Linked DNA regions of Mus musculus: regions 2 and 3 are each linked to region 1. A link is a contact called in public ChIA-PET data. All regions are on one chromosome and are shown on one strand. Each heading gives the region's core, a stretch centred on a gene start, on an enhancer-like site or on the middle of the called end of the contact. The rest is flanking DNA. Distances are from core to core; before and after follow the strand shown.

Region 1 (3,306 bases), core at 249-2,748:
TAATCAATCCACACAATATCTACAGTTCTTAGCACAGGGTAATAACTATCAAGCACTGTAATTTATGTTCACTTAAATATATTTTCCTGGCTCAACACTTCACTTCCAGTTCTCTCTCTCTCTCTCTCTCTCTCTCTCTCTCTCTCTCTCTCTCTCTCTCTCTCTCTCCCTCCCTCTCTCTCTCTCTCTCTCTCTCTCTCTCTCTCTCTCTCTCTCTCTCTCTCATTCCCTCAAATGTACAGTTCTGAGCATTTCTTTCTCCTAGTGGATCAGTTACTTTCTTATAAAAACATTTCAGCTCACTTTTATCCTTCTATCATTCTGAAAGCACTGTATTCAGAAAAAAAAAAAACTCAGCACCAGGTGGGTTCTGACCTACATAGAGTAAAGAGGGAGTTAGTTATACCCCTTGTTTTTGATGTGTTAGGTATCATTTGGGTGGGGCGACTTTTTACCTTTGTATGTCTACATCCTGCCGTTGACTCAGAGATCACTTGGGACTCAAAACTCTAGTTCTTTCACACATGTGCTGCATCTGAGCCATGTACCCCCTCTGTGTGTGCAAATTGTTGCTTTTCTATCTGTGAGGATGTGCAGGAGACCAAAATGTACTTCGGTTCTCTTGCATTTATTTCTTTAGTGCTTCTTCCAAACTTACCAAGTCTCAACAAGATTCTAATTCTGTAGTCCATTATATTTATCCCTCTATCCTCACACTCTCTCAGATGGGATCATGTCGCCTTATTTAATCTTATACAAGTGATTCACAAAATCACAGCAAGATCTCAGCTCGATATGGAGCACATGTTCTCCAAACTCTGCCTGGAGTCCAGGATCTGCTAAAACTCAGAGAATCAGTTCTTCCCCCTCCTCTCTCCCCAGCTGCAGAATGCATTTACCATCTCCAGCTTTCCAGATCCCTTCAATTCCTGTGAACCAAGGTGCTCCATAAGGAGCCTCAGACCCTACTTAGTGGTTTGTTGATGAAAATTCTGCAGGCCTTGTAGCACTGACAGAATGGTAAGTGGGGAAATCTAAGTCCTTCCCAGCTCCAGACACACACATTGTGATATATCTTACAAGGCATCTGACCTGCAAAGGGACAGTGCTGATCTTGAGTCCCATAGTTAACCAGGCACAGTAGGACCCTTAATACTTGTTTCCCTGACCGATTCCAGCAAAGAGATATAGGAACATGATAAAAAAAATAATCTTAAGAAGAACTGTTTTTCATCAAACATCAGCAAGTGAAGAGATGCATTCCTGGGACTTTTCGGTTCCTGAAGACAATGGGGGAAGGGGTGGAAGCATCTCACCCCAGGTCTGGCTGTTTATCTGTAAGTAACATCAGCACCAAGTAAGAATGGCCACCTGCCATAGCTCCATCTCCAGGAGTCACAACAGGATGTGGTTTGACATTTACCAGGTCCTACATCTGGGGTGCCTGTGAATGCTCCCCCACTCACTCACATTCTGAGCATTTTGGGAACCACACTTGCCACATCCTGTCTTCAAACCCTTCTCATGCAGCCCTTTCTACCTCAGCCTCTAGCTATCACCGTGACAGTGAGAACAACCAAGAGGAGGGTCTCTAAAGGGGAACCCATATATCTCATCTCAAGCCCCCCATCTAAACTATCTTACATCTGTTAGAAGTCACACAGGAAACAGAAGCCTTCAGTATGCACCATGGAGACAGGTGCAATAACAGCTCTGACCTCATTAGGGTTCCCATGGCTCCCACATCACCGCTCTTCCCACTTCTCTTTCCACTTAACCCCAACTCCAGTCACCCTCTCTTCACAAGTATCCTCCATTTCCTTCAACTAATGTAATGAGAGCCCATTCATGTAATGAGTCACAGGAACAGAGTCTAAATAATAAACCGAATGAAAAATAGATGGTCTGTCTGTCCTGCATTCATTGGCTGGCTTTCGCTGGGGTGTATCCTCTGTGAGTAAGGGCTGTAAAGTGAATGTGCTTTGTATTTCCTGCCTCATGTGGGTAAGATGAGGGAAACGTCTACACACAACACAGGAAAGAATGGAAAACCAGACCTCCAGAAACTCTCAAATGAGGAAGTGGGAACTCGCAAAATATACAAGCCAATCCTGCTCTATCCATCACACACTCAACTAAATCATATAATCTTTAAAAAATCATATGAAGTAGCCCAGCCTTCCTAAGGCTGGGCCTTTTTCTACCTTCTAGAAGCAGTCAAGGGGCCCCAGTCAATCCCATTATGGCTTAGATCCTTGAGGGGAGTTTCTCTAACTTCTGTGGTCCTCAGCAGCCTGTGTGTGAAAATCAGGCAATGATATCCTTAGGGATAGTTATTGTGACACATTTATAAAGTCAAAGTCAAAATCAGCATCCTTACAGATCTCCTAGAAAAGAAGCCACATTTAACCAGGAACCATGACATTGATGTTGGCAGCAGGTAGCACCTACTATTAGGATATGCCATCCTGAAGTGTTTTCCTGTTTTCCCTAGTTATAATGACTGAGGTTTTGACCTTTGGGTACAATTGAAACAGTTATGGCAGCAGAATCTTTATGCATAAATAGAGGCAGATAACTAAATGCAGGATAATGACTTGCTCTAGTGTGTATACATGGTTTTCAGGACTCTCCTTAAACAGCCTCTTCTTGTGTGCTACATTATCCTTAGCCATCACTAGGATTTTCTTTTTCTCATTTGCTGTTTCCAAGACTTTAAAGACGCTGAGATTTCTGTGTTTCTATTCAAACAATCCTCTCATTTGGAACTTAATTGTATTAAATCTAGCTAAAAATCGTTTCTCCTTTTAATGTACACACACACACACACACACACACACACACACACACACACAGTGTTTCTCCTTGAAGACAGACCCTGAGATTGCACAGAGTTCCAACAGGAATGTTCTAGGATGAATTCAGAGCAGACAGCACATGAGAAAATTGGCATCGGTTTGCCACATAAGCATTGTCATGTTTGTGACATATTTTCTGTTTAAATATTTTTAAATGAGACAATTTGGAGGAGCTACAGTCAAAGTACTTTGTAAGCTTCCAGGGAGGAAAAGGACACCTGCCAAAAGTTAGACTTTGTAATAGTACTTGCAAAATATGATCTCCTTCAATATCTAACAATGCATACAGATAACATTTGCTGGTGAAAAAAAAATGAAATCTAGAAAAACTACATAACTGCCCTCAGGTCTTAGAAACTAGGAAATCTAGACTTGAAGTCAAATGTTTTACTTGTAGCTTTGCCTGGTACCATCTTTAATATACTTCATTGTTTTGATCTTTATGATG
Region 2 (3,598 bases), core at 428-2,927, 690 kb after region 1:
TTCTTCTGTGGGTCCTTTGGCTACCTTATGTAGTTTTGTTTAACATTCTGTTTCAACAGCTCTAATCAGTGTCTAGGGTTCAACTGGATAAGTGCACAGCCAGTGACTCCAGTAACTGAAGGTTGTCTCTGTACCTCAAGTTTCCATTCAAAGAACTACAGTGTAATTTATTAAAGAAATAGAGAACTTATGAACCTGAGTTTCCCAACAAGCTGCTGGGTTTCATCCAATTATAAGCATCTAAGTTTAACGAACCACAGGTAGTCAACCATCAGAAGATCACGTCTTAGTACCACCAACTCCTCACCATGACCAGTTATTTCTGAGCCTTAATCACTTTTTCTGTCTGTAAATATTAAACGCCCACATTGCAGAGTGGCACTCTTTGAACCTCTCCTGATGCTACCTAATGTCTGAAGTGTTCTTTGCTAAAGGTACTCTAAGTTGTCTAAAGCTTTCTTTTAACACTAGCTATTACTCTCAGCAATATAATGGTGTAAGAAAATAAAAGTAAGTACATTTTTAACCTGTCAGTATGTGATGTGCGTATGTTTGAATATTACAATGTGGGCACCCCACATGAGGAGGTCTTTCCTTGTTGTCCACCTTGTTTAATCAAGGTTCTGAATATACAGCAGTATTATGTATGCTAAGATAAGTGGCCAGGGAGCTTCCAAGGACTCTCTTGTCTCTACCTCCTATCTCATAGTAGGAACACTGGGATTACAGATTAATGCTACTAAACACAGCATCATGTGTACTCTGAAGATCAAAAATCAGGTCAACACAGTTGCACCATTGACCCACTAAACCCCCTCCACAGACGAAAAGGGAATATATTTTTGTTTTTCCCCCCATATCATCTATAATACCAAAACTTTTAATAATAAATGATAACAATAGTATATGGTTCCAGGATATACAAAGCAACATATCAAGACCCCACCCCACTCCCCCAAAAACCCTAAATAAATGAATAATACTAGTAGCAGATGAAGTCCTGTGCCTTCCCTCTTGGGATGTAAGTCATCCTTTTGTTTAGTGTGTCCACACTGTATATATTACCTACCTCCATTTCTGTGACCACCTCCGTTATCAGATCAAGTGCTGTACTGATGAAATACTTATGTTCAAGTAACATTTTTATTATAATAAGGCACAAATTTTAGTGTGGCATGTTATGGTTCTTCTAGCATTCATCACTAATGTGCCTAATTTATAAGTTATAATTTACTGTGTGTAGAAAAAAAACATAATATGTAGAGTTTCATCTACAGTTTCAGGCATCCCCTGGGTGTGCTGTAATGTATAGAATGAAGATTTTTTAAAAGACCACTATGTCAACTGTCAAATTCATTCTAAACATTGTTCTTATCTCTGAGAAAGTGAATACAATAAAAGATGCAATTCGGAACTTCCATATTGCCGGTCTTTAAACGTCATCCAACGCAAATTTGGATCCTTGTGTATTGCCTTCTTGCTTGAGGGACAAAGTTCTAGAGCTGGCTGCACACACTTGAGATCCTTCTCTGGATCTGACCTTCCCCTTTATCTCAGACTCCGCCTTCCTCATCCGCTCTTGGTCTACCCGTGTACACCCCTGGGCCAGCCCTATAGGGCGGGGCCTCTCCCGGAGACTGCGCACTAGGGCCCTTAGCAGACCCGCCTGCAATTCGCGGACTACGATTGGCTGCTTGCTCTTCAGCTACCTAAAGCTCTTCGGCAGCCCAAGGCTTCAAGTTCACTTTCTCTCACCACTGTAGAATGGGGCCGGCGCCGCGCATCCTGGAACTCTTCTACGACGTGCTGTCCCCGTACTCCTGGCTGGGCTTTGAGGTGACACGGGGGAGCCGCCCGGGTTGTGGTCTGCGAGGCGAGTGCACAGTGGGGCACTGATCACCGGGCTGCAGAAATTCCAGTGGATGCCCTCAGGGTTAGCACAGGGTTCAGGTTCAAGTTCACTTTGTGCCTTTAAACGGACCGAGACTCCGCCAAGTAGGGTCCTGATCCTAAGGTCAAATATTCTCTTTCCACAGACCCTAGAAAGAACAGAGGCAACTCCAATGAAGCTAGGTCAAGTTCGGGGAGGGGGATCAGGGGCGCTAGGATGCTCTACGGGATGAAAACCGTACACTGGAGTAAGCATTCTGGTATCTATTTCAAAGAACTGAGAGTTTTGTCCTATTAAACCAACCAGTTCAGTGTGAAGTCCCCATCTCTGTCCAGCACTTAGAGGCAGAAGACAGCCCTCAAATGCCACACAAGCTCCCCTTCTTATCTCTGCACTTGTAGGTCCTATGCAGATACCAACACCTCTGGAATATAAAGCTGCAGTTGCGGCCCACTTTAATCGCTGGGATCATGAAAGACAGCGGTAAGCATGAAGAAGCTCCACCTCTCTGGGCAAGGAGGGTTGCTTTCTGTGGCCTGAGGGGCCTGTCCTGCACTGAGTATGCAGACCTCAGCCTAAACTAGTAGTTTGCTTTCTACTGGAGAGGTTCCAGTAGACCCTCATGTCCTCTCTCACCAGTTGTCTTAACTCTCCACTGCCAGGAAACCAACCACCTGCTATGGTTCCCCGAAAAGGCCAGTACATCTTCAAAGAGATTCCTCTCCTGAAGCAGTTCTTCCAGGTTCCCCTCAACATACCCAAGGATTTCTTTGGTGAGACTGTGAAGAAAGGTGAGGAGGAGGATGAAGAGAAGACTCGGCAGTTAAGAGCACCGGCTGCTCTTCCAGAGGACCTAATTTAATTCCCAGCACCCACAATGGTGGGTCACAACCACCTATAACTCCAGTTTCAGAGGAAACAGAAATAAATAAGTGAAGAGGGTCAGAAACACTGGGGAATGTAGTGGAGAGCAGTCCAGCTGAGGCTTTCATAGGATATCAAGAAATAAAACATGCTTGTGTGGGGAACCCAGCATCAGCTAGCCAAAAGAGAGGGATGGGAGAAGCAAGAACTGCATAGAGTAAATCCATTATGAGAAACTGGAATTAAAGACTGCAGGTGACGGAGCTTGGGGGAGTGTCTGAAAGAAGGATGAGCTTGGGGGCGTGTCTGAAGGAAGGATGAGCTTGGAGGCGTGTCTGAAGGAAGGATGAGCTTGGGGGCGTGTCTGAAGGAAGGATGAGCTTGGGGGCGTGTCTGAAGGAAGGATGACACGGTCCTCCATCAGGACAAAAGGAATAGGAATCTTAGCTCTACATGCCTCTGCCCCCACAGGAAGTATAAATGCCATGCGCTTCCTCACCACTGTAAGCATGGAGCAACCAGAGATGCTGGAGAAGGTGTCCAGAGAGATATGGATGCGTGTATGGTCTCGAGTAAGGGCTAAACTCTGAATCCTGGAGGGAGGGGACGGGGAGCTAGATGAGATTCTGACCTTGCCCGGGGCAATTTCCAGAAATAGGATCCTGCTGTCATACCGGTCTCTTTGCTATTTCCTTCTGGCTAAATGTTCTCTTCTTCTTAGGATGAAGATATCACGGAGTATCAGAGCATTCTGGCTGTGAGTGTCTAGACTGGACTCCCTACTATTGTCACAGGGAATCTGAGAACAAAGAAGGGTTCTTAACGATTGAGAAAGTTAGTGTC
Region 3 (3,235 bases), core at 626-3,125, 710 kb after region 1:
CCTGAAGATCATTTGTTTCAGACTGAATTGAACACTGGGAATCCAAATAGAAGAGCATAATACTTTTACTTTGGGGTCTGGCACTACTGCAGTGCTGATCACTAGCTAACACACAACTGTGTGTCTTTCTGCAGGTGCCCTGGGAGGGGCCATGGTGCCAAGACAGTTGTTGGGGAAACTGAAGCAGCCATTTCTCTTCCTGAGCAGTGCCTCCCTCCTCCTGGGGCTGGCTTTACTGGTCATACAGTCTGATGTCGCCCCTGTTGCTTACTTCTTCCTCTGCTTGGCTGGCTTTTGCTTTGTTGCTTGCCTCCTGGCCTGTGTTATGGAACGATGCTCCCGATCGATGCCAAGCTCCAGGCAGACTGAGAATCCAGAGGCCTCAGGCCAAGCGCAGTGAGTCGATGGGAGATGGGCAGGATGACGGGAAGACACGCAAGGCCCTCGTTCCCTCTGTGCCCATCCTTTCTTAAGCATAGACTCTGCTTTCCTCTGTCACTGGTATCATTAAGAGCAATGGTCAGCAGACAATAGAGAGGTCTTTTGCAAGAATGGTGGAACAGAAAAAGGGGGTCTTCTTTCAGGTACCCACTAACGACCATATTTCTTCTCCCACAGAGACAATGGAGCTTTTGAGGTGCCAACCTATGAACAGGCTGTAGAGGTGATGGATTCACAACCACAGAGCCACCTCCAAGAGCTGGAGCAACCACCCCCTTACAGCAGTATCATAATATCCCCAGGAGTTGAGGGGGCACAGCCTAGCCAACCAGACAGTCCCAGCACAGGCAGTCTGAAAAGGCGAGTGGGCTCAGAGGGGACAATGACTGCCAGAGGAAACCCTGGAAGAATTCTTCGACTTAGGGGTCCACGAGTTGTGGCCACTGCTCCTGATCTGCAAAGCATGAGAGTGGCCCCCAAACTGGAGCCTAGTACTCCACCTCCTGCCTATGAAATCAGTTTTGCTCATGCTGATGATGACAGTGTTTTCTATGAAGATAAATGGATACTTCCCTAAGTGGTGCCCTCAGAACCTGTGCACTCATTTGCCCAGCATTTCCTAGTGTCTATTGGATCAGAAACTGGTTTTACCCGGACATCACAATCGAGGCCTTCAAAGCAGCGGGGAGTCGGGCTGTGGCATGTCGTTCACAGATAAATGGCACACCTAGATTCTTCTGGAAACATTCTGGAACCTATCTGATGACCAGTATTTCCAGAGTAAGGTGGAAGATGAGAAAGAGATAAGTTACCAAGAGAAGCTGGAGGGATACCTCTGAGTGACTGCTGTGTTTCTTCTATTGTAGACACCAAGTCTCCCTGAGATTCCTGATGGGGTATTACCTACCAAGATAATGAGAGCTTCTAAGGTTGAGGGGAGCTGAATAGTTTGCACAAGAACGGGATGCTAGTAAAAACATAAAAATAACTCGAATCAAATTCCAATTCCAGTGCCTCCTGTTTTCAATACCAAGCAGGCAATCCGCATTACTTTATAGCCTTGTCAACTGGTAGATAAGAGAATGAGAGGACACTTGTGTAGGAAAAGCGCGACCACGAGCTGCCCCAGCCTGGGAGAAGAGCGCCTCCTAGTGCTTTCCGTCTTCCCTGCATCCTGGCCCTGGAAGTTCAAGGCGAACAAGGATAACAAGGGAAGCCCAGCCCCTTTGGTCTCTTGTAGTTACTTCAGGAGGGGTCGGAGGAACCAGGGGAGGGGGCTGCGGTTTCCGCGGGAATCGATAGCCAATCAGGTCCCCGAGTAGGAGAACCCTCGCTCTTTTCCCGCCCCTTCCCGTTCCTTCTAGCGCCTCCTCTCTTCCCATTGGGCTGTGCGAGCCTCAGCGAGCAGTGTGCGCTTGCGCATGTCCCGGCGTGGGTGGGGCTTGCTGGCGTCGGGCGGAGCCGTGCGCAAGCGCGGCGCGGTGGGAGGCTGGGGGAGGGATGCGGGGGCTGGCGCGGCCCAGCGTTTGTTTGTTTTGTGGGTGGTGCGTGTGCAGCCCGGGAAAAGCTGGAAATGGCGGCGCCGAGCGGGAGGTCGCAGTCCTCCCTGCACAGGAAGGGGCTGATGGCGGCTGACAGGAGGAGCAGGTGAGGAGGGCAGAGGAGGGGAGGCGGCCAGGCGAGCGGCGCGGCTTCTTGGCCTGGTGCCGCGTGTACAGGGGCTGCAGCAGCCTCCCTTTGTCCAGCGCAGAGGAGTCTATGAGAGCGATCTTGTCCGTCCCGCGCTACTTCTCGCCTGCGGCATCTCACCTTTTCCAGAGATGCTCCGGCTTTTCCTTCCAGTTCTTAGCTGAGGACTTAAACTCATTTCTCTTTAAAAACCAGAGACTTCGCAGCTCGGCCTTGGGCGCATTTGACTTGGATTGACTATCTCGTGCCCTGCACTGCTTTCTCATATAATAGATGTTTGTCAGAGAGTTCCACACAGGTTTGGGGGATTTGAATCCTTTGAGAGGATTAGATGGTTCCCGTTTCTCCGCCTCCTCCGTCAGTTTCGATGAAAACATTGCACAGGACGACACAATTTTATTGTTTCCTGTCCAGACCTCTAACATTAATATAGAAACGGGAACTCTTACAGGACACGGAATCAAAGCGTTAGAAACCTCTCGGTGTTCTTTTTCTCCATTCCACTTTTCATGGGTGCCCTAAAATTCCAGGTGACTGGAAACTTCGGGAAAGTTCATATTTTAAGCCTGGTAGTTTGAGATAAAAGGAAGTGGCAGGTGTGCGGAGTAGGTGGAGCCTCAGATAAAACACGGTGACGACTGCTTCGTTAAAAATTCAAGCCTGGGACATAAGAGGATTTAGAACTGGAGTCAGTAAATTGTACCTGAGGATGCAATTGTCTAGAGAAAAGCCCCCTCCCCTTTATTTTTTTGCAAGGGTGTCCTAGTGCAGGGCCAGCATTTAAAGGCTACAAGGCTGTAATCCTGGCATCCTGATGCCTGAGGCAAGAGAATCAGAAACTGAAAATGAGTTTGGTCTCCTGGTCTAGTCCTGTCAAAGAGAATGAGGTGTTGGGGGAGAGGTCAGGTGCCCTCTACAGGAAACCGGAACATGGCTAGCCAACTGAAACTGGAGAGAGCAGTAGAGTGGAAGTCGAGGAAATGAAGCCGCTTAAGAAATGGATCTTCCTAATGACCTAAGAACTCTGCTCTACCATTCATTATATACCTAATGATAAACCCAGCTAACAGCTGCTGTATTCATTTTAATTTAACCAAGGTCCTGT

The links. ChIA-PET counts read pairs in DNA pulled down with a chosen protein or histone mark.
Region 2: a contact with region 1 is called in an RNA polymerase II ChIA-PET map of memory CD8 T cells, with 59 read pairs. The contact joins the promoter of Gstk1 here to the enhancer-like site in region 1. A contact is called at or near these places in 2 of 39 promoter capture datasets (the 3T3-L1 cell line and cranial neural crest), 2 of 484 Hi-C or Micro-C datasets (CD4 T cells and embryonic stem cells) and 8 of 115 datasets of contacts at active chromatin or transcription factors (T-cell acute lymphoblastic leukemia, large pre-B cells, memory CD8 T cells and 5 more).
Region 3: an RNA polymerase II ChIA-PET map of memory CD8 T cells shows a contact between it and region 1, with 200 read pairs. The contact joins the promoter of Casp2 here to the enhancer-like site in region 1. A contact is called at or near these places in 10 of 39 promoter capture datasets (the 3T3-L1 cell line, 3T3-L1-derived adipocytes, the C10 cell line and 6 more), 4 of 484 Hi-C or Micro-C datasets (CD4 T cells, embryonic stem cells and regulatory T cells), 16 of 115 datasets of contacts at active chromatin or transcription factors (CD4 single positive thymocytes, DN3 thymocytes, T-cell acute lymphoblastic leukemia and 12 more) and 2 of 9 other capture datasets (adipose tissue and liver).

What each region holds. Positions count from the first base shown.
Region 1 is chr6:41,553,058-41,556,363 of GRCm38.p6, forward strand. It overlaps Tcrb. Among named protein-coding and RNA genes, the nearest start is that of Prss2, 33 kb to the left of the region's middle. Within about 2 kb of position 1,499, at least 89 of the 459 cell types and tissues checked have an H3K27ac peak or open chromatin away from gene starts, as enhancers often do. A contact at or near this core is called in CD4 single positive thymocytes, DN3 thymocytes, T-cell acute lymphoblastic leukemia and 8 more, where this site is marked.
Region 2 is chr6:42,244,258-42,247,855 of GRCm38.p6, forward strand. It overlaps Gstk1 (glutathione S-transferase kappa 1), which reads left to right and starts at 1,678. Exons shown (of 8, transcript NM_029555.2): 1 at 1,678-1,836; 2 at 2,293-2,374; 3 at 2,554-2,682; 4 at 3,227-3,327; 5 at 3,477-3,512. The coding sequence starts at 1,765.
Region 3 is chr6:42,263,110-42,266,344 of GRCm38.p6, forward strand. Casp2 (caspase 2) reads left to right here and starts at 1,876. Exons shown (of 11, transcript NM_007610.2): 1 at 1,876-2,088. The coding sequence starts at 2,015. It overlaps Tmem139 (transmembrane protein 139), which reads left to right. Exons shown (of 3, transcript NM_175408.4): 2 at 135-396; 3 at 619-1,446. The coding sequence starts at 152. The coding sequence ends at 1,018.